2 separate regions of the Cricetulus griseus genome follow, and region 1 is linked to region 2. Evidence: chromatin contacts called from public Hi-C data. All regions are on one chromosome and are shown on one strand. Each heading gives the region's core, a stretch centred on a gene start, on an enhancer-like site or on the middle of the called end of the contact. The rest is flanking DNA. Distances are from core to core; before and after follow the strand shown.

Region 1 (2,700 bases), core at 190-2,689, 100 kb after region 2:
TTTTCTACCTCTGCACTGAGCAGAATTCCATGTTTAAGATAAAATCAAGTATTCAGGGACTGACAAGGTGGCTCAGCAGGTAAAAGTGCCGTCCTCCAAACCTGATGACCTTGAAGGGACCAGCTCCCCATTTCGGCAGCCATAACAGCTGAACACGTGCTTGTCTGACCTTGCCTTAGTCACTAAGAGGTTAGATGCCTGCCTCATGGCAAGGAACCAATCAGTGGTGCTATGCTTTACGGCTCTGGGTGTGCTTTATGGACAGGTACACAGCAATGGTATGCAGAGCATAGCAACCACCCTGGGAGGGCCTATGGGCCATAATAACCAGTTGACCAGTCAACACAGGGCAAGCCCTCCAAGCCTGGAGGCTCACCAATCCTGAGCCTGTGTGTACCCCTAGATACTCCCCTTATGCTGCCCTATAAGATCTCTATGCTGACGCTTTGAGCTGTCTTTCTAGCCAACCACCATGGTGGATGGATGGAAGGCCGGAGCTAACATGGTGTTAGCTTGTTAAACAACTATAATAAAGCCTCATGCAGTTTGCATCAAGCTTTCGACTCTGCCTGGTGATTGGGGTGACCTCGGTCCTGGGCTGAGATCCTGGAGGCCTGAGCTTTCCGGGGGTCTTACAACCTAAGTTCAAACTCCAGGACCCACAGAGTAGAAGGAAAGAACTGGTCTCCACAAACTGTCCTCTGACTCCACGCACGAAGTGTGGTGTGTGTCCACACATATACTCTCTCAGATGCACACAATAAACCAATCAATAAATGTAATAAGAATAAGATAGAGAACAATGAAAGGAGACTGTCAACACCCACCTCTGCCCTCATGAGCATATGCACACATTCGCATGCAACATGCTGGCACGCACACAGATTCCCCATCTGAAAGGAAATAAGTTTCCACTACTTTCCCCACGCTGACCTAACCCCTAACCTTATTTGTAAGTGGCCCAGGAAGCAGAGACACAGCCTTAACAATGTCCCTGCAGCTTCTCCAAGGAATTTGAAGATGGCTCCTGCCCAGTGTACAGTCCATGGAAATAGGGAATGAATCCCACACTGAACATGTGACTTAGTTGTCTGCTGTTCAACATCTCTGCTATAGACCCCTATGATGGACCCCTGGGGGGCGGGACTTGTTAAGAAAGAAGGGTCAATTAACTTCTCCTTGTTTTGGAAGAGAATTCAGGGGCAGGCTGACTCGGTCCTGCAAATTCTGAGCCTTTTAAAGCCACTTTCAGATGTGTCTGTGTTTCATTTTGTTGACCCAGAGAGACAACCAGTTGTCATGCTCACAAGAATGACCTAACTTGAGCTTCTGTGGTTTGGGATTCTGCCTGCCTGCTTTTTTGCCCTGTTTTGCCTGCAAGGCAGGAGCCTGTTCTCCTAGCCAAGAGATTGTGGTTAGTTTCCTGGCCTCCGCCCCACATGGGGACACACCTGCACCCCTGAGGGAGGGAGAGCCTGTGGAGGGTCTGTGGGGCCAGAACTGAGTCACTTGGCTGGATGTGAGTCAAAAGACATTAGAACAGCACTTTGGCACTTGGAGAACCCACACAAAAATCCTCTTGCATGTGACAATCCAACCCATCTTCAAACTAAACCAAGAAAGGGATTACAGTTTGGTGTCTCCTCTTGCCAGCCCTGGAGTTTGTTCTTCATGCAGAATTAACACAAAAGAAACCTTAGCAATCACACTCACACAGGTGAAGACACTTTAAATTGACATCCGAGCCCCTCCCGATGGCCACCAAACTATTGAAACAATAGACCCCAAGAAATTGGAATTTCCCCAGGAGTCTCAATCTGAGAGAAGGAAAAAGCTGAAGCCTCGAGCCAGCCAAAGGGGAATTTATCTCCAGGAAAGAGATCTCACAAAGTTCTCACAACTTGCTGGACCACCTTGAAGGAGAGAATGGAGCTGAGACAATGGTGGTGGGAGGAGCCACATCTTGACAAGGATTGCTTTGCCTCTGGGCCTCTTAAACAGAGTACTTAAGCCTTAACTTCCTGCCAGACCCCTATGACAGACCCATGGAGAACGTGATGCCCAATGTGGCTACACTGAATAAATTTTTTTTTTCTGTTTTTCACTATAACTTGCCTAATTCTCTATTGGGGGTAGATAGCTGAGCCTAGCTCATTGTGGCTGCCAGGGCCCAGGCTCTGACCCTAATACTCTGGGTAACATCCCTGGAGGGTGGAGCCCTGCCCCTGACAATACCGCACTCATGTACTGCCCTGTATCAAGATCAGGAAAGCTCAGAAAACCACACCAGAGGCCATTCATTGACTTAGGTTTTTTTTATCCAAATCACTTTCCCGTCTTGGAAAATTATTTGAAATGTAAAATGAATAAACCCTCTTCCCCCCCATATAAAGGTTTCCCTTCATGTCCAGGAATAAGCTAGCCATCCATGATGGCATATGGGAAGTAGAGGCCAGAAGACTATGAGCTCAAGATAATCCTTGGCTAATTAGCAAGTTCAAGATTAGGCTTGGCTACATGAGACCCTTTCTCTAACAACAACAACAACAACAATAATAATAATAATAATAATAATAATAATAATAACAACAATAATAATAAAACAAGGGTGGAAAGTTAGTTCAATGGGTAAAAACACTTGCCACTCAATCCTGGGGATCTAAATTCAATCCTTGGTATCCACATAAAGGTAGGAGAAAA
Region 2 (2,700 bases), core at 163-2,662:
CTATTGCTAACTTCCTTGGCCACTAAAGAAAGCATCAGGGTGGATTTTTTTAAAGCATACACTTTGTCAAATAGGAAGACATGGTCATGAATTTGTACACTAGAAAGCAGCTAGGCTACTGCTGACCAGTGCCGACGCTAGCCTGAATGATTCACTAGTTAAATGCCAAAAGAAACAAACCTACTCCAGATGCCAAACCACGCTAGTGATTATAACAACCCTTTCCACTTCAGCAAGTGTCAAGACTTTAGGATCATACCCGAGGGAATGGATTTCTGCTTTTATTTCCAGAGCAGCCATATGCAGTTTTTAGACAGTGAAAGGTTTTGTGCAGATTAAATATGTTTCAGTTGTGAAGTATAAATTCTCTAATAAAGAAGGAAAACTATACTGACTCCAAAATGAGGAATTTGAAAAACAAAAAAACAACAAAAAAAAATGATGGACCTTTGGTACAATATGCAGAGATACAGGTTGGAAATACCACACACACACACACACACACACACACACACACACACCCTCTTTTACACATAGCACATTATAACGGATCCCCGAAGGGCAGAAATTTTTGGTGGCCAGTCTTTCATGAATGTTTGCTTTGCAATTTGTATTTCCTGATTTTGACGTATTGCAGAAGGAAAAATGCAAATATATACTTTTATAGAAATCTGCTGCCGCAAGGTAAGGTCACATGAGGTCTTTTGGTGGGCTGGCTATCTGGGGAGTACAAAGACGTAAAAAGCACCGATCCGGCTCTTGCTATTAGGAGGATGACAAACACGGAAACATGTGCCCCGTTGACGTCATGGAACGGAAAGGGGTGGCCGCCTGCTGCATCACGTTCGCGTCATATGGCGCACGAGGGAAGTTACTGTGGGGGAGCCATTTCTCCAACTGGGCAACAGCGGGGAGGGACGGGGAGAGCGAGCCGGTTCAGATCCGAAGAATGGCCACCCATTCTGAGGAAAACCTAAAGAGATCCAACCCTTTCTCCCAAACTGTATGATTCCCCCCATCTAGCGCAAAGGAAGCAGGCTTCTTCAGGGGCCGGGAGTGAGCAAGGCACGTGGGGAGAGAGAGCAGCCCCGGGTCTTGGGGGCTGGTTCTTGAGGGGATCCGCGTGCTGGGAGCGAGCAGGGCATCTTTGGGACGCGGGCCTTCTCTTGAGGAAGAGGCAAGCGCTCTGGCCATACTCAAACATGGCTCTCGGCGCCACCTGTGCGACTGAGATCCAACCTCCCCGCACCAGCCCGGGTCCAGGTACCTGGAACTTAGTCCGATCAGTAACCGGCGACTAGACGGGGTACAGGTTACCCGAGCGCGCCCCCGACCGACGCACCGACCTGCGCGCGAACCGCGGGCCGGATGCGTGCGCGCTCCCCCGGACGTCCCGCCCCCTCCGGAGCCGGGCGGGCGTGCGCGTGCCCGCGCCGAGCCCAGCCGGAAGCTAAGGAAGGCGGCCGGGTAGCGCCTGAAGCTTCCCCGCGGCTCCGGCCTCGGGTCGGGCGAGCGACGCCGACTCTCGCCGTGGCGGCCGAGCCCTGTGCTGTGAGGCGGGGCGGGAACGTGGGTCCTAAAGAGCCGGGAGCCGCCGGAGGCCCGGGCGGTTTCACGGGCATTCGGGTGGGCGACCCGAGCAGGCGAGGGGGACGGCCGCGGCGTGAGGGAGGAAGGAGCGACGTCTCTGGTGGCGGGGTCAGGCAAAGGGCAAAGGGCAGCGTCCGGGTCGAGCGAGGTAGTAATGGCGGCGTCCGGGGAGCCCGGGAGGCCGTGGCAGGAGGAGGTGGCGGCGGCGGCGGTGGTGGTGGTGGGTTCCTGCATGACCGACCTGGTGAGGTTAGTGCGGGGCCGCAGCGCAGGGTCTCGGGAGGGCGACCCCGGGCCTCGGGTCTGTGGGCACCCACCGTGGAGCTTTGCTGTGAGCTTCAGGTGTCCACAGCGCCACTCCTGACGTGGACACCTGAGGACACGGGAAGGAAGGGACGGGGCGCCGCTCCGTGAAAGCTCTGATGCCGAAAGACACCCCCACCCCTCCCCAAACACCTGAACCTGGTTTTTGGCTACGCTGCCCGGTGACATTTTAACCTCTGAGAATGCACCTACCCTACAGGGTTGTGAGGACAACCACCCCCAACTGGGCATTACTCGATTTGAACACATGTGAAATAAGGCGTCGAGGCAAAAAGGCACACACACCTTTTCACTCTGTCGATTGTTGGCATTCCTGCAGTGTTTCGTGTTTACAGTTTTATGTAGAAATGAGCCGTGGGTCAACCTTGTGGTAAACCCAAGTGTGAGTCCAAAACAAAAAACACCACACATAAGAATTGTAACTACTAAAAAAAACTATGATCGGATAGTGATGAAAAATATGCTAAATGAAAATAGTTGAGTTAGATTGTAAGAGATTTCCTTCTGATTTGTCATCATTGTTTTTATGAAAACAGCTTTTTAAGCATAAAAGTATACATGTTGTAGAAAAATAATTCCAAGAAGGTCCATACCACTCCAATTCTGTTTATGTTAATGACCACATTTCTAATACAATGCAACTTAATATCATTTTTAAATGATTAAGTATGCAACGATTAAGACCTCATCTGTCCCTAAATCTTTTTCCAAATGATAACAGAGAACCTTGAAATAAGGCCTTGGTGTAATCAAAGTAACCAAATCCTTGCAGCAAACTACCTATAT

The links. Hi-C and Micro-C count contacts between places; a contact is called where the count stands out from the background.
Region 1: a contact with region 2 is called in a Hi-C map of fibroblasts, with 4 times the contacts expected there. The contact joins the enhancer-like site here to the promoter of Babam2 in region 2. A contact is called at or near these places in 3 of 8 Hi-C or Micro-C datasets (the CHO-K1 cell line and fibroblasts).

Annotation. Positions count from the first base shown.
Region 1 is chr7:12,868,567-12,871,266 of CriGri-PICRH-1.0, forward strand. No RefSeq gene overlaps it. Among named protein-coding and RNA genes, the nearest start is that of Mrpl33, 8.1 kb to the left of the region's middle. Within about 2 kb of position 1,440, at least 2 of the 6 cell types and tissues checked have open chromatin away from gene starts, as enhancers often do. A contact at or near this core is called in the CHO-K1 cell line and fibroblasts, where this site is marked.
Region 2 is chr7:12,765,722-12,768,421 of CriGri-PICRH-1.0, forward strand. Babam2 (BRISC and BRCA1-A complex member 2) reads right to left here and starts at 1,413. Exons shown (of 12, transcript XM_027424426.2): 1 at 1,268-1,413. Rbks (ribokinase) reads left to right here and starts at 1,610. Exons shown (of 8, transcript XM_027424429.2): 1 at 1,610-1,839. The coding sequence starts at 1,745.